Linked DNA regions of Danio rerio: region 2 is linked to region 1. The links are chromatin contacts, called in public Micro-C maps. All regions are on one chromosome and are shown on one strand. The core of a region is the stretch at or near the end of the contact, and the rest is flanking DNA. Distances in the headings are between cores, read along the strand shown. Region 1 overlaps bach2b (BTB and CNC homology 1, basic leucine zipper transcription factor 2b). Region 2 overlaps map3k7 (mitogen-activated protein kinase kinase kinase 7).

Region 1 (7,726 bases), core at 652-3,151:
CCCATGATCTCGCCTGCCACCTTCACAAGGCTACTCAACCTGTTCTCGTTTGACAGACTCAGAATATCGTACCAAGTCACAATGCAGGAAGATCAAACGGATTCAATAAATTGTTTATAAAACAGTGCCAAGTGTGTATGACAGACAATATTTAAAAGTAATATTATAATAAGTTCAATATAATTAATTCGAAAAACAATATTCACAAAATCTTCTGTGTTCAAAACAAAGTAAATGGATAATGGGTGAGTAAATGATGGCAAAACGTTGCTTTTGGGCTGATCTATCCCTTTAAGTGGTGAATATGGTGATGGTGAAAATAGTGAAATAGGTATTTAAGTATTAAGTTATTCTCTTCAGAGATTTTTAAAATTGGGTTATATTTTATACAACTATATATTTTATATATTTGTGAAATTATAAAAGCTTATTTATTATGTTAGAATTTTATAGCAGAGAAGAGAGAGAGATCTCTCTGTATAGTTTTTTATGTTCTTGTTGGGTCTGACAGTTGAATTAGTTTGTACTAAATTATGTACTGTCGATGTGTGTGGTGTAATTTGAATGGATGGCTGAAACTATTTATTAGCAAGAATGCATTAAACCGATCAAAGGTGACAGTAAAGACTTTTGCAAAATTGTAAAAATATTTCTGTTTTAAAAAAATGTGATTCCTTTGAACTTCCCCGAACCACCAAATATTATATATGCAGCCTTAAGATCTCATGTGGGACGAAGAGGATTAAGAAGAATTATCATTAAGTTTTGAACATTATTAATAAAAAATCAGCATAGTAAAATCATTTCTGAAGGATCATGTTGCACTGAAAACTTGAGTAATTTTGGCTTTGAAAACTTGAGGCTTTTACATTTCTAATGATATTAAAAAACAAGTCAAATATTTAAAGTTATAATAGTGCACAGTAATACTGATTTTACAACACATTCTTCATCAAAATCTGAGCCTTAGCTACTTTAAAATAATAATAATAACAAAAAATAATAACCGTATCAAGCAAGGATTTTACTGACTCCAGATTTTTGAGTCATGATTTGTAGAAGAAAACTTCTCTGCTGATTTCTTTCAGAGTTTCTGAGTAAATAAGACAAAATAAGTACAGTTTCATCTGAAGAAGCACTGAATAACCAGAACAACGATTTCTAGTGTTCAGCAGGTTCAGATTCAATCCCTCCCTCAAACCCCGATACTTTGCACTTGAGCAGATTCATCTACAATCAGCTCTCTCTCTCACTCTCTCTCTCTCTCTCTCTCTCTCTCTCTCTCTCTCTCTCTCTCTCTCGCTTTATTAACCCCTTTTTTCTCCTCATGACACTCATTCATTCATTTCTCCCTCGTGATCTCTCTCTCTTTTAGACAGCAGCAGGGTATCAGATATATGACATGCCCTCAGAAAGCCCTCCAGACCATGATGGAGGAAAGTCAAAGTGATGTCTTATATATCAAATGGCTATCAGGCTTATTCTGGAAAGAGACATCACTTCACGGAGTGTGTGTATGTATGTATGTGTGTGTGTGTGTGTGTGTGTGTGTGTGTGTGTGTGTGTGTGTGTGTGTGTGTGTGTGTGTAAGCACTGATATGCTCTGAATGAAATGACAGCTTAGCTCGTTAGCAGTTGTAATTTGCATACTCATGCCCTGTGGTAAACACCTGACAGGAATATGAAATAGAGGAAGAAACGGCTGAAGCAGCTGTGCTAATACACCGCCATTGGCTTTTTTTATCTTATTTCTTTGAGTGTAACAGAAGGATGCTGCTTTCTTGTTCTTGTTCAGTCTTTGTTCTTGTCTGTCTATCTTGCTCTTTTGACCTGATGGTTGTAAGTGATGTAGGTAAGCTCGTGTTTTTAGAGCTCATCAGAAATGCTCTTTGTACGTGTGAAGAGCGGTGTTCTGCTTCCATCTAGTGGTGATAAAATGCTTTGCAGCCTATATTACGTTTGGTGTATTTTTATTTCATCAGAAAATACTCCTCAGTGAAGGTCAATAGAAACATGTTCATGTTTGGCATAAAAAGCAGCAAATCGAGTTGGATTCTTTTATCGTGAGCTCCAATGACGTAAACACCACAAAACAATGGCAATGCATACGGTATTGTTGTGGTTACAGTTTGCTTCATATAGCTTTGATAGTAACAGCATAAAGTTAAAGAAACAGACTTTATTATTAAATTGAAATGTGCACATGTATTCAGGCCAGTTATGTTAATACCCTAATCATGTAATAAAGGTGTGTTTCTAATTTTCTAATTAATTTAACTGCTGGGCAATGACCCTGTTTAGTTGTAATCTTGTAAGATAGTAAGATTAGGATAAAACCTTCCTCCAGCAGAAAGAAAGGGGCAACAGTAAAGATTTGTCTCTCAAAATCTTATCATAAATCACCATTTTATATATATATATATATATATATATATATATATATATATATATATATATATATATATATATATATATATATATATATATATATATATATATATATTTTACTGGTCAAAAGTTTGAGGTCAGATTTTCTTATTCTTTTTAAAGGCGGCATTCAAATGTCAAATAACTGCTTTCGTATTGTTTGTAGTTTCAAATGAAATTATTACTCCAGTCATTATTGCTTTTATTACTATCACCATTAATAATATTAATTATAATTATTATCATTAGAGTGATTTCTGAAGGATCATGTGACTCTAAAGACTGGAGAAATGAAGCTGAAAATTCATCTTTAAGATCACTGGAATAAATTATTAAATAATAAACTACTTTTGAACAGTTACTTTATGGTGCAATAACATTTCACAATTTTACAATTTTTATTTTATGATCAAATAAATGTAGCCTTGGTGAGAAGATAATCTTATTTTAAAATCCTACTAACCCCAAACTTTTGACTGGTATATAATATCATTGTCTGTTGGTTTTAAGAGCTTAAATCTGGGGTGTCCAAACTCAATCCTGGAGGGCCGGTGTCCTGCATAGTTTAGCTCAAACTTCCTTCAACACAACTGCCTGGAAGTTTCTAGTATACCTAGAAAGAGCTTGATTAGCTGGTTAAGGTGTGTTTAATTGGGGTTGGAACTAAAATATCTAGGACACCGGCCCTCCAGGACCAAATTTGGACACCTCTGCCTTAAATGAACATTAAAACATATGTTGTCATGTATTATTACATAATAATAATAATAATAATAATAATAGTAATGAAAGAGAGAGGATACATCTATTATGAACTATTGGCGTTAATGTTGTAGTGTTCTTATCTGATATTTATGTGATTTTCACAATGTTACAATTGGTGATTTACTACATTAGTTCAGACTATTTGACAACATAACAGTTGTACTCAAATAATGCACATAAAACGAGGGTTACATGCATACCTTTTTTCCAAACGTATTCTTTTTGGCTGTCAGAAAAGTTTTTATTGTTCATTAGACAACTCCACTTATGTCATCATCTTTATAGTTGAGGTGTGATGATGGAATCAATAACTATATTGTTTTAAAAATGATTCAGAAGTTCACATTTATTTATTGCTTCATAGTGATTGTGGCATTGGGCATGCTGTCCCGGGAGAGAACCCTGAGCTTGGAGATACTTGAGCTCAAGGCTCCTGCCTGATCATATAGTATAGTACAGGGATTCCCAAACTTTTTTTATTCCGGGACCCATCTAGGCAAGTAATTCAATCTCAAGACCCACCATAATATTTTAATATGGAAAAATGGTTAAAAAAAAAAAAAAAAAGTCTCCATTCAAAGCAGTCAAAAATATATGGTGTGCGGCTTTTTGGATTTTGCGATTTGATATGCACAAAATTAGGCTCGAAGTGCTTTTTGTGGGCTGCTGGCTAACTGATAATTTTTTTGTTGAAAAAGATACTCTTCTTTTTTTAGAAGAGAATATGATCGAGCCCCTGGATTATGATCAAGCCCATTGCAGTAAATTCACAGTCACATTGCAGTAAATTCCACTGCTAGTGTATAGTCATAAGAAACTAAATAGCTTTTTGATCGAATACTACAAGCTGGGAAAAGGTCAGATAAATATGCCGCTGCAATTAACGTTATAGCTGAATTGATCTAATATTTACACATTTGCTTGAGGAAGGAATGATGGGGGTAGTTACATTACTATTACTATTTTAAATAACATCTATGCCCTTCCATAACATTAGGTGACGTTAAAACTAACAGATAGCACTATAGCTATTTATTGATTAGCAATCTGTCAACGTTGGGATGTAAAAAATATGGGACAACAAATAGCTTCAAATGATAGAATACATAGCAAACATTAGAAAATATTGACAATAAAATAAAAATTTTAGCCTAGTAAAATCAATGGCCTATACAGAAATTAAATAAAGCTATAAAATCTACTTCACTTTTATTGTATTTGCATACTGATTAAAGTTACTATAGTTATTTAGTGAAGAGCAGCAAATGAATCTCTCATTGTGTTTCGTTTGATTACAGATGAGTTAATGTAGGAATGCACAGATCTATAATGAAGCATTCGACTACTTTAGTAACTGTTTGTGCTCATTTAAGAGAAAATTAGTAGTGTTTAAAATAAAACACGCAGGACGGAGCAAAAAAAAAAAAAAAAAGCACTTACTGAGAGCTCCACTCAGCGCAAGCTCTATCGGCTAAACGCAGAGTGCGAGCGCTCAAACTCAGCAGTGCTCGTAATGTCGAGCGAAAAAAAAAAGAAAAAGACAGCTGTGAAACATAACCAGCTTTATCTTTTTGTGGGAAACACATATTTTTAGGGTAAGAGGTTTTTGAGTTATTGGCGTCAATCGTATTGGTTTTGATTCACCGCAATGTAATTATAGCTGCAGCTATAAGACGTTGCGCGACCCACCTTTGTTCACTGTGCGTCCCACTAGTGGGTCGCGACCCACAGTTTGAAAACCGCTGGCATAGTAGGTAGGTGCAGAGAATAGTGTCACTCTTGTGTGTTTAAACTATGCTGTAGCAAAATGCAGCTAAAATCCTACACGACGGTAGTAGTTTGATTGTGGTGTTTACATGTTTGTTCTCCACTTCAACAATGTGATTAAAATCAACATACTAAACGTCTTAATTTGATTTCTGTTTAGTTAAATTATGACCTTCATTGGATTAAATAATCAAAAATCTCTGTTTACATAGTAGATTCTTAATCATAGTATTGTCTTAATCATATTATGTGAAGTTTATTTATAAAACAATATCGAGAGTATCACATGCTTATGACTGCTTGCGGCCGGTCTCACATTATCTAATTTATGATTCACCAATCAGATTATTCCTAAGCCACTCTAAATACCTTAAGTTCCATATAACAGCCATCTTCGCTTTGAAGAATCCCCCCTTTCAGCCCTACTCCTCCTCCTTTCATAGATTGGTGGCAAGGTGGCCCAGAGATTAGCACTGTTGCCTCACAGCAAAAACATCACGGGTTCTAGCCCTTACCAAGCCAGCTGACGTTTCTGTGTGGAGTTTATACGTTCTCCCCATGCTCAAATGGTTTCTTCCCACTATCCAAAAACACACAACTCAAATTAATTGACTTATCCAAATCAGCACCATAGACATGCACCTTGTAAGTAGTTATCTTTTAAGAGCAATCACTCTCTGTTTATTACTACTACTACAGTAGAGGAGTTCTAGAGATCTACCTGAGCTCAAACTCCCCTTTTGCCTTGCAAATAGGAGGGAGCCCCAGGCTCGAGGATCTTATGAGCTGAGGGCTCTCTTTCGAGACAGCATGACGAACAAGCTTTAATTATCAATCATCAGCTAAGTGTGAACTCTTAAAAATTGGATTATTGGTGTCCATATGAACGTACTCAATGATTGTTGATACAGGACCAGCTGTGATTAATCATTGCACGTGATCCTTTTGAAATGAGTTTATGAAACTTTACTTCTTCATTAAAAAAATAATAATTTTGATGATAATCGCTCAGGCTAACAATATCACTGGAATCACTTTCAAAACATCTGTTACCATCATAAAGACACTTTTCAAACAGCTTTCCAGCACATTTGCATTCACTGTTTTTTGGTGGTGAAAGGATCAATGACAAATAATTCCTGAGAATATTTAAATGACCAGGGGTGGCCAACCCTGTTCTTGGAGAGCCACCTTCCTGCAGATTTCAGTTGCTACCCATATTAAACACACCTGAACCAATTAATTAGGACCTGAACACCATGTGATAATTTCAGGCAGGTGTGTTTGATATGGGTTGCAACTGAAATCTGCAGCAAGGTGGTTCTCTAGGAACAGGGTTGGCCACCCCTGTAATAGACAATCTACATAATCTCTCCTTGTTCTAGCTTGTACTCCAATCTGAGAATGTGTAGTGTGTAGGGACCACCTTAGCTTCTCAGGTATCCATTATTTTCTGTTAACTCAATCAATCGTTATCAACTATTCCTGACATAAATGTGCCTTTTTTTTTTAACTTTATCGTCATTGTTATAGGTTTTAATCATATGCCCATGTTTGTCTTTACAGGTCAAGCTCCCGTTCCCTGTTGATCAAATCACAAATCTTCCACGCAACGACTTCCAAATGATGGTGAAAATGCACAAGCTGACCTCAGAGCAGCTGGAGTTCATCCACGACGTGCGCAGACGTAGTAAAAATCGCATCGCGGCACAGCGCTGCCGCAAGAGAAAACTTGACTGCATCCTGAACCTTGAGTGTGAAATACGCAAACTGGTGAGTACACAAATGTCTCTGTCACACTGAGTGTGACAAAACATCGGCCTTCAAAAAAAAGCAGAGGCAGCAGGAGGTCTGGTCTCCTATGCGGTCATGGCGAACCGTTACCTGTCAATCACAGAGCCTGTGCCATGCTGTTTGGCTGATGGAGGCGGAGCCCACTGTCTTTGATGTGTCTACATATGACAGTTGGCACTTTGATGCCACATGCACATCCTCTATATAATGTCCCAGAAAGCAGCAGGAGATGCCTCTGCTTCTACTCGGCCGTCCTCTTATCTTCAGAGTTTGACAGCTGTATTAAAGCACAACTGAAAAGAAGCTGTAGCATGAATGTATGTATGAAGACGGGAGATGTGTGAAGTATGTCGATCTCTGTGGAGATTGAGAGAGAAGGCAGTGTTAGTGCTGCAGGGTGACCTACTTACTGTAACTCAGCCGGGATCTATACATCACTGGATGCTCATAACAAAGTGTTTATGTATGAGCGTGGAGCAGGTTTTGACTATGTTGTGTGGAAAAAAACTGTCTCACTGGCATAGTAAAACATGAAATTGCCTCATTATGGCCATCAGCCAACAATTCCCTCATGGACAATGGCTTAATTATGATAAAATCAACATAATATGATTATTATGGGGAATTAAGAAATGTGTATTTTGGTGAACAGGGTTTTCAGGGAATAGTCTGTTATGGCAAAGCTGACGCTTATTAGTTCTAAAAGTAATCATAATCAGTGTTGGGGGTAACGCTTTTATAAGTATTGCACGTTACATAATACTACTTTTTCAAAGTAACAAGTAAAGTAATGCATTTTAAAATAAGTTATATTATTTGAGTTACTTTAAAAAAAAATTTATGCAAGTTACTTTTTACCTTGCTTAATTGGCTTCAACAAAGTATATTGTGGAATAAAAATGATCTTAGTCAGGTTGAATCACACACTCAATGAGAGAGCATGCTGCGAGGGAACAGACAGTCGTCAGGTCTC
Region 2 (7,009 bases), core at 4,251-6,750, 170 kb before region 1:
TGTTCATTATGAAATACATTAAAAATAAAAGGCTATTTTAAAATAAAGAATTTTTAGTTTTGGTTTTCAGTTTGTCCTGATTCTTTTATTTATTTATTTAACCAAGACTTTTAATTTCAATGTATCACAACTAAAAACCAGAGTATTTGTATTTTTAGCCATAGGCATGGCCGGACAAAATCTGTGGACGTTTTTGCTATTTCTGTGGAGAATTTTGTAAAAAATCTACAGATTTATGTGGAATTTTAGGAGAATCGTAACTAAAAACTTAATATATGAAATAAAAAAAATAATACATTTATAACTATTATTTAATGTTTAAATCCACTTATTTGGTAAACAAAGCAAGTCTGTCATATAATATATCTACTAAATTACAGAAAATATTACTTTACAAAGTGTATTGTAAACAAATCATATGAATATATTAATGTTACTAATATTATATCACAATAATATAAGTGAATTTAATTTAAAAACTGAATAAATATAAATTTGCACACAAATAAATACATAGACTTAAAAATTGGCTAAAAATCTGCAGAAATCTGTGTGCGGAGATTCTGTGTGGGCCTAGCTAAAGTATATGCATTGTTTGTTTGTTTTTTCCCCATTCTCCCTCATCCCCTAATGTCTTTTGTCCATCTCTACAGGGAAGAGCTGATAGCAGAACTAGACCAAGATGAAAAGGATCAACAGAACGCATGTCGCCTCGCTCAGGAGCAAAAGAAGCTCATAGAGGAGAACAAGAGTCTGTCCACCTACTACCAGCAATGCAAGAAACAACTGGAGCTGATCCGAGCGCAGCAGCAGAAGAGACAGGGCACCTCATGAACCCTCTAATCATTAAAAAGAGCCAGACTGACTCTATCCTAACCACAGCCCCGGTATCTCCACCTCCCCAATCCAAACATTGGGGCTTAGCTATAGTTTGACCCAGAAACTCCATTATAGCGCCTCTTAAAACAACCCTTATGCACCCATGAAATCTCTGAAGATGGAAACTGTAGGACTTGTGCTCCACAGAGCAGGAGAACATGGGTCATTTCCACCAATGCAAACAGTAGCAAGACCCTGCGCTCAACTGCACAAGCATGCTGCGTTTGGCAGAACAAAAAGTAAATAAAAAATACAGTCGGACATCTGATAAACATGCAGATCTTCAGATATCCAGACAAACCAGCAAACACAAATGCAAGGACTCCTGCATTTTACATCAGAACTGCAGATGGAGGATGTTAAAGGAACAAATTAGATTTTTTCGAATGTCATATTTCCCCCCTTCCACATCCCAAAATTCCCTGAGGGGTTTGCCTTATTCCCCTCGAAAAGGTGTTGGCCCTCAAGAATGTGAAAGTGAAGTGGCTTTAAGATTCATACAAAAGCTAATTTTATCATTTTTAGATTTATATTTTATTTAGTTACATTCACTTTTGTGTGTGTTTTTCATTTTAGCCCATTTTATGCAAAAAAAAAATGTTCCTTATTTTTTCATATGTCTCTTTGCCCTAAAAAGTGTTATAATGTATTATTGATTGAAATTGGGGGATGTATATCTTACATATGCCTTGCATGTCGACCTTGCTTTTATGGAGAAACAAGGGACGATTTGTGTGTATGTGCGGCCTCGCAAGAAAACGCCAGTTTTGCAATAGGCTTCTTTTATTTTCCCGCTCCAAAAAAAAAAAAAAAAACAGTCATCAGTCTAAAAGAGAATGAAACAAAATACTTGAGTGTATGTGATTGCGAGTACAAGCATTTTAATCATGATTTCAGTATTCTTGTGTTTCTTTTGCTCTTGTGTATCTTTATCTAACCATGTATGGTAATTTATCCAGGGTTTTCAGATCCGCTTCATAGCTTTTATTGCAATTGTGGGAAAGATGCTCTTTCTCTGAGCTTGATTTATTCAGTTTTAGTTCACATGCTGCCTTAGAGTTGAACTGCTTGCATTTTACTTGACTTGTTTTGTTGCTTTGCGGCAACGAGACCGCTCACACATGCTGTGCTTAATGCGGTTAGGAGTTTTAGAAATTGGTAGGGAATGCAACACAAGTGAAATTAAGAGTGGCCGGATTTTGTCTGGTCTGAATGATCTTGTCAATATGCTGCAGAAATCATGAAATTGTGATAAGGGCAGTCCAGCCATTCTGGTTCTGTTTAGTTTTTTTGGTTTTCCATTCTTACCACTAGTTTTTCATTCCTCTAGTATTTGAAAGAAAAATCAGAGCTGTATTGTTACATTTAGGTATGAATTCCACCCTTTGTTTGCTTTGTTCTACCCAGCACCGACTCACCAACCACACAGTTTTGCACAATCCCGCCAATACTGGTTAAGAATGCTCACTATGAAGGGAAATCTTGAACAAATACACGTTTGGATGTTCAAGATCTTCAAGTGACTTGTTCACAATTCTTTTTGTTGTTAACAGTGAAGTGTTTTATTTTTTTCTTCAGTTCAACGATCTTGATGAGTTTCTGTACTATGTGCTGTAAATAAGATTTCTTAAGCTATTGGGAATGGGAATACACAGGTGAAGGTCGCATCTTGAAATAAATCGAACAGGTTAAAAAAAGTCTTGCTCGTGTCTGTTGTATCTGGTTTTCAGTTCAGCTGAAAAGTTGAATATTTATTGTCATTTCAAACAAATAGCTGCTGCAGTGGATGGTGAAATAAGATGGCATTCCTTTCAAACAATGGCACTAAGAGGACCCTGAGCTAATACTGGTCTACAATTTGGATGTTTTCTGCTTGTTAGTCTAATAATACAGTATTTTCATCCCTCTTTTTAACTTATTTATACTGCTGATACACTGGACAAATTTTAGCGCAATGTTGCCAGGCAATTTTCCCTGCTGAAAAATTCAGCTTAAAACAGCCTAGGCTTGTTGGCTGGTTTTAGCTGGTTGACCAGGCTGGTTTAAGCTGTTTTTTCAGTAGGGTTGGGAAATGATGCCATCAATTGGCAACCAAGTGAGACACAGCAAATAATTGTTTAGGCAACCGGTTCCAGATACAATTTTGGTGCCCTATATCCCAATAGAAAACTATAGCCATCAGTCTGCATATTGCCTGTTAACATAACATTGCTCAAAATGTTGAACTGGGAGTGTTACGTGTGTGTGCATTATTTTTTATAATAATTCAAATGCACATCGTCTTTTCCTTTCTTATCCTTCGCCGTTCAGGTAAAATATCGAGCATGACTAATTTTGACCACGTGTTACCCCATTTGTGGTTTTATAGATATTTTAAAAAACGTTAACATGTTTAAAAGCTAGCATGTGTGCTATCAAACTACACAAAAAGTTAGCTTCTCTACCGTTTACTTAGAACCATATCGTAATAAAAAAAAAACATTTCATTCTGAAATGGTTATTTGTGCTGAGGGTTCCCGCCTTTTAAACCTCTTGACTGTTAAAGGCGCCTTATTTTCTCGAAGCATCAAATACACAGACTGTCGACACTCTCAACAGGTAATTTATTCCTTTCTTAAAACTTCTACAAATTTACATTTTAGTCCTAGTTTCAATCGCGTCTTATTGTATTTCAGTTAACCGAACTTGTTCGTGTGAATATGTTCAGTTGTGTCAGCTGTTTTCCACTGGGTAAGTAACAATCCTTCTTGTAAATACTTGTTAATATGCATAAACATATTTAGACACCAAAATATAAAAGCTAATATTTCAAGAATTTTTATAATTTTAACAGTAAATGGCTCTCTCTGTATCCATCTGTTGATTTTTGCTAGCATTACTTTTGGCCCTAATAAGCAAATAGCAGTGCACCGTAACACCCTTTGTATTCATGTGTTGTCGTTTTTAAACAATTTACAAGACAAGACATAAACTGAAATGTATACTAAAATGATTAATTAAGCTTAAGTTACATATTGACTTGTGTGATTTTAAAAGCATTTTGAATAAACCTACGAAACAAGGACAAAGGCTACACCATTAAGTACAAGATTTTTAATCAACAAATATTGTTTATGTAATGGGTTTTTCCTTTGGAAGCGAGTAGTATATCATTGTTGTAACCATCTATTGTTGGCTTGTCTAAAAATAAATTATTATTATTATTATTATTATTATTATTATTATTATCTATTTAAATAAGCCACAGACAGGCTTTAACTATAAACGAAATGTTAACGTTTTTATCTTGTAATGCCACTTTGAACCAGAAGAGGACGATAGAGGCTAGATTATTGATTTCTCTTCATTTGCGCAAACTGTACAACCCTTCATCTCAAACAAAGGAATCTGGTGTGATGCTGATATGGGTGATAGATGCTATATATAAAGTGCACAGCATAAATGAGTACAGTACAACCCTTTTAAAAAATTAATATTTTATCAATTTTTCATTTAATACAGACAATACATTTTGATACATTTAAACTAAAGAGTTTTAGCTAACAGTTAGATTAATAAGAATACAAGTCTGGTCATCAAACACCATAAGGAATATGAAGATAATACATTAAATTTAAATTAGGTATTGAAAAAAAACTACACGTTTGTTTTTTTATGTTTTTCTTTATTTTTCCTCTAATATTTTTTTATATTTTCTCTTACATATTAATTGGGGTGTACTATTATTTTAGACCATGATCTAAAGGTATTTTTGTTAAATTAGCTCTAGTGTTGACTTTGGTACTAACTAATCCAATGCATTTACACATATTGTAAAGCATCCTATAGAAATTTTTAACTTTAAATTACACATTGTGCATATATATCACCCATGTGACTCTGATAAACAACATCTTGCATCAATTATTCTTTCGGAAAAGACCATTACTTCTTAACTAAAGGATGTAGTAAATTGAAGTTATTCCACTTACCAATAAAAAAAAAAAAACTAACACCAAACATCTTCAAATGATGGAAAAATAGAAAGCAGGTGTGCATTACATCCTAGAATAACAAGTATTGTGCAAATGAGGGTTAAATGTTACCTGTGCGTCACAGTTGCTGTCACGCCATGTGCTGGAGGATGGAGTGACTTGAATCAAACTCATTCAATCTACATGACGTCATCATATGAAGTATTGTGCGTTGTGGTTCTCCGGCCAGTGTTAAGTGTTCGGGATGCTGAGAAGGGGACTGAGGTTATTGTTTAGGGCCCGTCGGATGAGATGCTGTCATCGTGGCCTTTTGTTTTTTGTTATTCTGAGCATTGGCGAGAAATGAGAAACAGCCTACGGAGGGTTTAGGGTGACCGGAGGGACCCAGGGCTTCAATGAGGTCATCAGGAATGGTTACACATTACAGAAACTGCAGGGTAGCCTTGACATTTCTGTGTCGCAATTAAAATGCGAGTTAGAAGCTGATGCAATAAATTCAGACGAGTTGTTATTAGCGATGCGTAGCACAGCTCTTTGTTTTTTGTCAGCGGCGTTCCTTCGAAAAACACATCATCATTCTCTTCTTTCTTTGTTGGTGACAAAGTTTCTCTGAAATGTGCATTAGATCTCCCTCTTCCTCTCCCCCACTCTTTTTCTCACTGTAACCATGGTAACTGCCTGGAAATAGGCTAGGAATGGTAGAGGTGGTTGCAGTTTTTAGTAATGGCCAGAATTTGGGTCATAATATCTGTATATCAGTCTATAAATTCCACAGTGTTCCAGATAACTTATTTCATTAATCAGAATGATTCCCTGGCCAGCCCTTTGCAAATGTGGCTATGGGCGATTCTTCACATGCATGCGAGCACAGCTCCTTCGAGACCCTTCAGAGGAGACAAAGAGATCACTGCTGCTGCTTCGGTCTGAGGGGTTCTATTAAGGGTTTTATTCCGTTTCTTCCTCCTGCACCTACGTTCTTTAAAAAAAGCTTTTTAAATGGCATGTTTCGGTTATAATCCAAAAATGTTAATTTTTCCACAAACTAAAGTGCTTCCAAATTTTGAGTTTCTTTCTTCTGCTGATCACAATAAAGGAGATATTTTGAAGGGTGTTGGAAACTGATACCCACTGTCGTCCATAGTGAAAAAAATACTATACCAGCTACCCGATTTGAACATTCTTTAAACTATATCCTTTGTGTTCAACAGAACAAACTCATCAGGTTTGGAACCACTTGAGGGTTTTAGGTGAGTAAATCTGGGTGAACAATGCCTAGTTCATAAATTGTCACATTGGAATTATATGGTTCTATTTGCGTTCTAACCAAAACAAACAACGTCATCTCAACACTAGTCCTTAAAGGGAAAAAAGAAATCTTTAGTTAAACACTGAGAAACAAAAAAAGCATTATGATTACAAAGACCACCCAACTTAGTCAGAAAATACTGACAGCAAATGCTTCCTGAAAGAACAGTGTAAAATGACATATAAAAGCTCAGGTGAATTATGTACTAAAGGGAATTGTGTGTATAAGTGTATCACCACACTATCTGCTTTCTAAATGATTTTGAGATCTTGAGATTCAAAGTTTTTGCATGTCATATAACAAACAATATGTGTAAGTTCTCTTTCATACATTAACATGACAGAGTCTCTAAATGTACTCTAAATGTAAATGATCAAAATTTTTTTTTTCTGAAACATCTTTTTCCTGCTTGCAATTATAATATTCTATCTGGCAAATTTAATTGACGCCTTACTCATAAATGCAATCAGTCTGCTTATTAATTTAATTTAAAAAAAAATTGGCATTGTAAAATTATGTTGGTATTTGAGAAAGTAACATTTTTGCATTCTACAACATTTATTTAATGTTTTAGGATGAATATTCTTTCTTGTTCAAATTAAGCAGACAAGGCTGTGCTAAATATTTTGTCCAGTGCAGATGTTAATTTTACATACTTTAATATGGTAATATTTATTGTTGTAATTAAGACCCCATTAATTAAATTAAGTACTTAAAATCAAATGTAAAGACTTAAAGACAGCAAATGAGTTCTTTAACAAAGTTTAATGAACACTGAAAAATGTTTCACTGACTATCCGCTTGTTAACAGTGACATCACGCGAAGCGGCTTCCTGGTCCAAGCGTTCTA

The links. Hi-C and Micro-C count contacts between places; a contact is called where the count stands out from the background.
Region 2: a contact with region 1 is called in a Micro-C map of caudal fin, with 20 times the contacts expected there. The contact joins two enhancer-like sites. A contact is called at or near these places in 11 of 18 Hi-C or Micro-C datasets (caudal fin, embryo, fibroblasts and 3 more) and 1 of 4 datasets of contacts at active chromatin or transcription factors (caudal fin).

What each region holds. Positions count from the first base shown.
Region 1 is chr20:26,593,471-26,601,196 of GRCz12tu, reverse strand. It overlaps bach2b (BTB and CNC homology 1, basic leucine zipper transcription factor 2b), which reads left to right. Exons shown (of 5, transcript XM_677841.8): 4 at 6,526-6,732. It also overlaps a transcript of gja10b not described here. Among named protein-coding and RNA genes, the nearest start is that of gja10b, 20 kb to the right of the region's middle. Within about 2 kb of position 1,901, at least 7 of the 62 cell types and tissues checked have an H3K27ac peak or open chromatin away from gene starts, as enhancers often do.
Region 2 is chr20:26,763,127-26,770,135 of GRCz12tu, reverse strand. map3k7 (mitogen-activated protein kinase kinase kinase 7) reads left to right here. Exons shown (of 16, transcript NM_001020750.2): 16 at 654-1,112. The coding sequence ends at 834. Among named protein-coding and RNA genes, the nearest start is that of bach2b, 27 kb to the right of the region's middle. Within about 2 kb of position 5,500, at least 4 of the 62 cell types and tissues checked have an H3K27ac peak or open chromatin away from gene starts, as enhancers often do.